Linked DNA regions of Mus musculus: region 1 is linked to region 2. A link is a contact called in public Hi-C data. All regions are on one chromosome and are shown on one strand. Each heading gives the region's core, a stretch centred on a gene start, on an enhancer-like site or on the middle of the called end of the contact. The rest is flanking DNA. Distances are from core to core; before and after follow the strand shown.

Region 1 (4,758 bases), core at 1,781-4,280, 330 kb after region 2:
ATTACAGCAACCGAAAGGTCATTAACATTACACATTAATCATTTAGTTCTATCTTGTCTTCTACCATTGCCATTGTGGGACACCGTGTGTATTTTCAAGCCTTTATCTATCTATTCTGCTCTATTCCCATGACGCAAAGGTGTTTGGAGCTTAGACTTGGGAGTTGTAAAGTATAATCTTTTCCTGTGCTCCAGCATCTAGCCTACTCAATCTGAAAGCTTTCGTACTTCTACCTTAGAGTAAATTATGAACAGTTAGAAGGGGTTTTAAAAACATGCATCAAAAACTTTATATGCCCCAGTACAGGGGAACACCAGGGCCAAGAAGTGGGAGTGGGTGGGTAGGGGGTGGGAGGGTATGGGGGACTTTTGGGATAGCATTTGAAATGTAAATGAAGAAAATACCTAATAAAAAATTGGGGAAAAAAACATGCATCAAGTTCTACAGGGAAGTAGTTCTATCTCATTGTTGAGTGCCCAGAATGGCTTCAATAAAAAGATGAATTGTCTATCATCTTTTTCTCCAAACTCAAAGAGGCTGCAGAGTCGAGGATACAAACTGGGTAGGAAGGCACACATTATGGGGTGACTCTTAGGACGACTTTGGTCAGCTCTCTTACACAAAGAGGAGTGTGACATTTCAGAGATCAAATACTTTCCTGCCCATTTCTGGATAAAGAAGTTTTCTTTAGAATCCTCTTGGAGCTCTCAATATTACTCATTGCCACTACTATATGAACCAAAGTCTTGAGTATTGACATCAGGCTACAATGGTTGTCTGTGGGCTTGCCAATCCTCTCTTTATCCACTCATGTCTGTTCAGGCTACTCACACCCTTGGGCCAATGCTAGATCACAACATGGGAAGGCTCTTCTATCCCTTCCTGCCGTGGCCAATATCCCCATGCTTCTAACAGCAGCTGCTGCAAGACTCCAGGAAGACATTAGGATACTTCAGGATTTGCAATCCTCACTGAGGTGCTAGTAAAATACCAGGTATGCTGAATAGTTTGCTGTCAACTTGTCATGAGCTACATTTATCTGAAAGGAGGGAACCTCAGTTGAGAAAATGCTTCCATAAGACCTGACCATAGGCCAATTTCTAAATCAGAGACTAATGGGAAAGGATCTAACCCACTATAGGTGGTGTCATCTCTGATCTGCTGCTCCTGGATTCTTTAAGAATGCAGGCTGATCAAGCCATGAGGAGCAAGGCCATAAGCAGCACTCCTCCATGGCCTCTGCATCATCTCTTGCCTCCATGTTCTTGCCCTGCTTGAGTCATGTCCTGACTTCCCCCAATGATTGATTATGATGTGGAAGTGTAAGCCAAATAAACCTTTTCCTCCCCAACTTGCTTTTTGGTCATGGTGTTTAATCTCACCCATAGATCCAAACTAAGATACCAGGTGATAAAATACAGTAAGCAGGATACTTCTTCCAGCTCCAAATAAAAGGTTTTTAATTGTATTATTAGCTGAAGAAATATACCAAACATAAGAGGAACCCTTAGCAGATATGAAGCTGCTAATGTTCTGATCTGACTGGTCCCAAGATGTGACCATCCTCTTCATCCTCATCCCTGCTATTCTGGCTGAGCCACGATCTTCATCCTCATCCCTGCTATCCTGGCTGAGCCACGGTCTTCATCCTCATCCCTGCTATCCTGGCTGAGCCACGGTCTTCAACACCAGGCACTGAGCCAGATTCTGCATGCATGGAAGGGTCTAAGGGAGAGGAGTCCTACTCCTAAGGAATTTGTGGACCAAGTGTGAGAATCACAATCACAAATGATGCTGATGCTGTTAAGATGCACAACAGGATGCCTACAGCATGGCAGACACTCAACACCGCTGAGGTGATACTGTTGCATACCACATGCCAACAATCTATTCCTTGGGAAGCCGTTTCAGCTCTTATGGTAATTCCTCCAGTACTTCTTTGATTGACAATATCTCCGCTAAGATGGATATTCCAGAAGGCAGGGATTACAGTGCCTGTTCACCATTGCCCTTCTCCTGGGATCCTGCACAGTGCTTGACGTTGGGAATCTCTATGTGGGGATGAATGAATGAATGAATGAATGAACTAATGTAGACAAATACCAGGGACGAGGTATGGTTGAACCAAGGCCTTGAAGGGTGAGTTTAACAGGTCATGAAAAGGAACAAATGGAAATAAGAAATATGACCCCTGTCCAGAGCACACAAGGCTCTGGCATGCTCCTACCATGGTAGGAAGTTCATTGGCAAATGTGGCTGGGTTGGGCAGAAAATAAAATATAGGAGATCATGGAGAGATTTTAGGTCAGATCAGCACACAAAGTGCCTTGGCATACCAGGACTTTTTCCTGGAGGCAAAGGGGAATTGGCTGGTTTCTGTAAATAAGACGTAACAGAGTTAACCAGCTTCATTTTTTCCTTGGTGATAACCAACAACAGGGTAGAAAATGAATTGAAGGTTTCCTGGACCTGGGCCAAACTCTCCGAGGCCTTCTCCCACTGTTTCAGCCTAACCCTTGCTGTCTCTTTAATATTTTACAGTGTCTGGCAGATTTATGATTGTTTTAGTTATCGCGAAGTTTATCTCCCTCTGACACCTGGGGAGGCGTCACGTCACTCTGCCTCTATAGCCTCAGCACATCCTGAAATGAAGAATAAGCAGGAGGAGCGGCCGGGGCCGGGCCTCTTCACTGGAGGCCTTTGAGCAGCCTCTGCACAACCAGACCTTGTGAAGACACACACCAACTCATCAGTGCTTGCAGCAGGATCGACGCAAGCGTGTTGCTACTGGCACAAACACAACCACCTGGACACATCCCAACTTCTACACAGGCCAGAGAGCCAGGCCCACTCACTTCCCACAGAACTGCAGACAGCCCCTTCCACAGAAGTCCATCCAGCTCTCGCAGCGCCTCAACGGGGGAGCTGGGCTCCTGCCATCTTTGGGGCTCCTCGGTGTTTGGGAGGTTATGGGGAGTGGGGGGGCCGCTCCGCGTATTTGATCGGAAGCTGCTCATCTGCTTATATCAACACCTTCTTCAAACCGGTCCTGCGAGGAGTCCACAACCTCTGCCTGCTGATCAGCTGAGAGAGAGCTGTTTAGAGAAGAGCGGTGACAACAGTTCCCTTGAAAGAGGAGCCAAGAAGAAAGAACAGCAAGAAAACAGACAAAGGTGAGCTGGCCAAGATCTTAAAAGAGCCACTGGCACTGAACATAGCCCTATAGGCTTCAAGATTAAAACCATTGTTGTCTAATAAATGGATTTATGTGTGAATTTATGGTTAAAAGACAGGAAATCTCCTTCTACCCAGTAGGGACTCAACACAGCTTTTCTCTGCCAGGTGTCTGGTTATAAAAGTGCATAGCGACAGGCAGGCTCTTCCCAGCCTAAACCCTCAGCCCCAAGGTTTATTGCCCTGAAGGCAGGGCTCAGAGGCGAGCGCGGGGGTGGGGGTGGGGGAACACCGCATGGAGGGGGTTCTCCGTTCCTGAACCCCTTGCACAGGCCCTACCTTTTCCGCTGTCTCTTTTCAAGGCTCCTCCTCCGATCCTGTAATTCCACCCTTTCACCAGCCTGAGCTTCAACTGTTTCTATCAATTTACAATGGTCCCTCAGACATCTGCTGCTCCATTTGTACCAAAAAAAAAAAAAAAAAAAAAAAAAAAAAATCTTAAAAATGAGAGAATGGGAGCCCAGAAATGATTCACAGGCTACTGGAACTAAGGGGGTTTTTGTGGCTACCTTAATTCAAATCAAACTGCGGGTAGGCAACGTAAATACCTTTGCAACTCTTTACTAACAGAAAATTCAACTGCATCTTGAATGTTTACAAAGCAAGTGGGATAGGCAACTCAGGCTTTTTTTTTTTCTTTTTTTTTTTTCTTTTTTTTTCTTTAGCTTTATTTGGCCTGTTTTCTTCTACTAATGAAAATCAGGCATTGGGTGTAATGCTGTTTTGTGTTTATAATAAAACCTCATTAACTCAAATGCAACTAATTTATAACTTGTGATAATTTGGCCACAACAGAGCTGAATTTCCTATGTGCAATATACGATTTTACTAAGCAAATTAATAGCTTAAATCAAATTTTAGAAAGCTTCTTTAACTTCCCCAGACAAATTATCTTTAAGGGCCTTATTAGGAGGTATTCACAGCATAGAAAGAAAAGGAAAATTAAGATTCATTTCTAGTTACAGCTCCCTGGTCCCTTACCTAAAACCCTTAGATGAAGATAAGTTCCACGGAGTTTTTTGAGGCTCTGGAAGTGAATGAAGCATAAAAGTCATCTAGTTTACTCCACTGGAGTTGGGATAAGACCCCAAGTCACGCACTGACACTAAATGAAATGAAACCTATACGTAGCCTTGCACTACATTGCTGCGCTAGCAAATAAATCCAGATGGCTTGGGGTTTTCCAATGAGTGAATTGTGGAATAGCTTCCTCTTTCCAGTATTCTGAGGTGTCACACTGTGGTTGTTGGCCTGTGACACTGTGGGAAATTATCTCTTCAGAAAAAAAAGCAAGCCACTGGGCTAGTTGTCCAGTGTTGATAATGCCACTGGGCTAGTTGTTCAGTGTTGATAATGCTAAAACTGTGATAGTTGTGGTAACTTTGGTCTTCACGTTCTCGGGCAAGTGCTTCTCAGATGGCCAGGCAGTGGCCAATTTCTGCAGCACTGAAAACATGAATGTGAAAGAAGCTTTCTTAATGATCCTTCAATGTGCAGCAAAAATGAAGAATTACACTCAGACAT
Region 2 (4,360 bases), core at 214-2,713:
GACATCTGGTCTTTGTACACAAGGATACACACACATAGACAAACAAACAAACAAATGAACCAAAGACCAAATCGCAGGAAATCTTTTGGCACCACTGCACATTCTAAAATATGAATACTTTTTATTTCTTAGTTAGTTGGAGGGGATGTTTGTACACACATATAGTTGCATGTGTTTTATATGTATCCTTTATAATGAAATCTTGCTACAAAAATAATCAAACTTTTCCTATTTGAACACTACTTCATGATGGTGTATTAGCACCTACAAAGCATTTGCTAGACCAGGTTTCTCATCTTGTGTCTTGGTGTTTGCTGAGGTAATGATCCCAGTGACAGGCCCTTTGCTTGTGTAATGTGGCTTTTAAAACTCACACTTTCTTGCTGATATTAGTAAGAGATTTGTGGAGTCTTGCAGGATGCCACAGAAATCCCTGTCTGGAAGTGATGGCAGCATTGAGTGACAGGATGTGTCACTAAAATACAGTGTGCAAATAATTTTTAAGGGGGCTGGAGAGGTAGCTCAGCTGTTGAGAACACTGAATACTCTTCCAGAGGTCCTGAACTCAATTCCTAGCAACCACACGGTGGCTCATAACCATCTGTAATGGGATCCGATGCCCTTTTCTTGTGTGTTTGACGACAGGTACAGTGCATTTATACAAAATCAATCAATCAATCAATCAATCTTGGAAAACAGTGATATCCTTGAGCCTTGGATGCTTTCTTTTCCTGATCTTATGCTGGTGAGCTTTTCCCAGCTTACAGGACAAATGACAGTGAAATGAACGATACATATCAGGCCTTTCTTTTATGGCCACTCTCTCTGTATATACTTTATTACTCCATTTTCTGCTTCAAATTTTCTATCTCAATATCCACACACACAGGATTGGTTCATAGTCTGAGCTGAAGGAGATTTTTCTGATCCAAATATTCGAGTTTTCATTCAGTTTAACTGCTGCCACTTAAAGCCCCTTTATAAATTTCACCAAATGCATTCACTATATGTGTTACTAAATATAGAGCACCTTTTCTTTAATTTTCCTTTGATTCGCTCTCATTATCTTAATCTTAAAGAAATACTCATGAAACTGTGGGCATGATGCATTATTCCTGGTTTTTCTAATACTCCTGAAAATAGAATTGTGTTATGAACATCCGTAAAAGTCACATTTCTTCATAAACTGTATTTGACCTACAGTCATTCTCACTTCACTTGAGAAAAATCTGATCGAACTTAGAGTGGCACCCCTCCCTCAAATAAATAACAAAGCAAAACAAAAAACCCAACTGTTCCCCTGCTCTCCAGTAGGGCTTACTGAATGGCAAGGCAGCCTGCAGCCAGCTCTAGCCTCGATGCTCATGGGCCTGCCAATCTCTCCTTTTGTCTGTAGACCGCTCCCTTTGGGGTTTGCTTACTGCCCTTTGTTTAGGACTGCCATCTTTCTGTTGCTGGGCTCCCTCTGAAAGGTGGGTGAATTTATGCCCTGGGAACCCAGCCTTCCCACAGCTGCAGTGCCAGCCGGGCAGCTCAGATACAGCAGCTGAGCAGACCTACCCGAATGGTAGTCAGTCCCTGTTTGTACATGGGCCAAGTCACTGGGGCATGTGTGACTGTGTTCAGAGTAGGCTGTCTGCCTCCCCATCAACCTCTTGTCAATAACAGGGGGAGAGCAGACTTCTGTGACAATCCAATTTGCACTTCTCCTCTGTGATCATCTGCCACTTGGACGTAATTGATTTATATTCTTTAGCCAACTCTCTGGCTTGGGCATTCTTGGTCTATTAAGTCCCGATTCCTTCTCAGTGGCATGGGGCATTTCTTACAGCGTTTGATTAAAGATGCCTTTCTTTCCTTCCCCTCATCCTTTTTTTCCCTTCATTCTTTTCAGGCTAAGATGGTTTGGGTATTTCCAGAAGGCTGCCATCGTCTTTTAGTGACACATGTGTCTATGACGCCACTGGCAGGGCCTTCCCCTTGCATGGCTGAGTCTATTAAGAGCTAGTGAAGCCTGAAAGGAAGAATCAATGTTTCATTTGCATCAGAAGGCTCCACATAGCATCACATCCTGCTGGACACAGGCTGGACAGCACCTTAATGTTAATCAGCTTTATTCGACATTGAATTTTTCAGGATAGCTATTTTGAAACCCACAAATGTTAGCTCTGGCCCTGCCCCCTGTTCTAAGACACTCGTCTGCCCTTTTGCCAGACTGTACAATTTGACACTCTTGTTCAGCGACTTCTCGCTCATTAAACTGATCAAGATACAAAACTTGTTAGTTAATTTTTCATGCACTTGAGGGATCTGGTTGCATATTTTAATGATCTGCTCTCAGAATGTGCTGATCAAACTGCATATTTTGTTGATTCGCTGTGACATAGCCTTAACTACAGAGATGCTTGTGCGGGGTCCTGGTTGATGTGAGCTGCATCCGGGAAGCGCTGAGCAGAGACTGTGTGTGCTAATTGAGCTGTGCGGCTCCACAGAGGCGTTGACACATTCTTTGCTGATTGATCTGAATAATAACCATTTGGAAATTTCATATTCCGTATCTCAGGGCTCGGATGATATCAAAACCAATATTTATTTGAGTAACAGTCATCCTAGTGAAACCTTAAGGCTTATTTTTTTTTCATTTCCTTGAGGTTAGATTATGAAAATGGAGGAGACAGGAGAATGCATGCACATAGACAGAGAACACACACACACACACACACACACACACACACACACACACACACACAAAGCATGATGGAGACAAAGAAGCCAAGGAGTGAACCTAGACAAGGCCAAAACAGAAGATAATGGCAATACTTAGCTGGCTATTCTAGATCCCATTGCTGCTGAGGCCATAGGTATTAGTCTTGTGCATTTGAAAAGGAAGCTATATATACTATGCTATCTCTGACTACAAAACACTTATCTTAAAGGAAGCATCATGTAGAAATGTAGAAATGTGTGAATGAAGCGTCAGAAAACCCTAGGGATTTCCTCAGAAAGCCAAGGATGGTGGGCTCTTAACGAGACCCATGTGAGTGCTCATGGATCCTAACAAAGCAGGGTCTTTAGACCCCATTTGCTAAATCTATTTAAAAAGACAAAACTGTCAACATCATAGGCATTTTCAGGATTCGAATCATCTAAGGTAGGAATAGCCAGGTTATAACTTTAAAAATAATCACAAGCAAACAAATACAGAGACCTACAACTGGATAATATGCAGAGAATAAGAGAGCTTGGAACACTCAGTCCTAAATGGAATACCTCCATCAAATACCTTCCCTCAGGGCTCAGGGAACTCTGCAGAAGAGAAGGCAGGAAGATTGTAAGAGCCAGTAGGGATGCAAGATGCCAAGGAAACAAGTTGTTCTATGCACAGCAGGACTGATGCAGATATGAACTCAGTCTGCAACAGAATGCACAGGTCTAAGCCAAGTGGGATCTCAGCCATGGGAGGGGAAGTGGCACAAGCCCCCATCCTTAATCCAGACACAATTAAAGTACCACAATTAAAGGCAGGCTCATACTCAGCAGTAGAGAGCCAACACAAAACAAACTCAATGGTATTTTTGGAGAGTTTTGCCCTCAAAATGCCTTGTCTGGGCCTTTTCTTCTTTACCTTACAGGTAATTTGCTTATATACAGTGGTTTCTGTTTTTATGTTTTGATGATTTTTGTGTGTCTGTGAAATGTGTGTGTCTGTCTCTTGTGCTCTTTCTGTTTTTTTCCCTTTGTTCATTTATTTTCATTTATTATTAGTTTTCTCCCCCCTTTTAATATGCTTGTCAGTTCTCTAATGAAAGAAAAGAAGAAATTGTATGGATTTGGGTGGGTGGTGAGTTGGAGAGGTTTTGGGAGGAGGTGGGAGATGGGAACTAATCAGAAAATATTGTATGACAAAAATACCCATTTCCAATAAAAATAATTCCAACCAAGGAAAATTATTTTACATCATATGCAGTGCTTAATATACTACTAAAGCACACTATTAATAAAAATGGAAATATAAAATTGAAGATAGGTTTGAGAGTAGTGGAGTTATCCCTTCCAACAACATGTTTTAGACAAGGCTAGACGTTTTGGGCTCATGGTCAATATGAACCTATGAAAGTCCACTATAGCACAATTGTATTCTATGTGGCTTATATATTTTCTGTCAAAAGTACTGAGCTCTCCCTATTCTAATGGAGAAGTTGCCATGAACTTGTGAGGGCTGCTGTATGCTGATCAAAGTTGAAGTCAGACAGCTGGCTGCATTTGGCCCAGAAACAGCTATTTGTTTTTTTTTTTCTTTAGTAGAGAGCATTTCCCACCATCCATCAGCTAACCTTTCTGTTAAGATGAGGACATAGTA

Evidence for each region. A called contact is a pair of places that touch in the nucleus more often than the background predicts.
Region 1: a contact with region 2 is called in a Hi-C map of cerebral cortex, with 2.3 times the contacts expected there. The contact joins two enhancer-like sites. A contact is called at or near these places in 1 of 15 datasets of contacts at CTCF or cohesin (the NIH/3T3 cell line) and 1 of 484 Hi-C or Micro-C datasets (cerebral cortex).

What each region holds. Positions count from the first base shown.
Region 1 is chr3:66,647,796-66,652,553 of GRCm38.p6, forward strand. No RefSeq gene overlaps it. Among named protein-coding and RNA genes, the nearest start is that of Gm35236, 250 kb to the left of the region's middle. Within about 2 kb of position 3,031, at least 33 of the 459 cell types and tissues checked have an H3K27ac peak or open chromatin away from gene starts, as enhancers often do. A contact at or near this core is called in cerebral cortex, where this site is marked.
Region 2 is chr3:66,324,213-66,328,572 of GRCm38.p6, forward strand. No RefSeq gene overlaps it. Among named protein-coding and RNA genes, the nearest start is that of Veph1, 30 kb to the left of the region's middle. Within about 2 kb of position 1,464, at least 36 of the 459 cell types and tissues checked have an H3K27ac peak or open chromatin away from gene starts, as enhancers often do. A contact at or near this core is called in cerebral cortex, where this site is marked.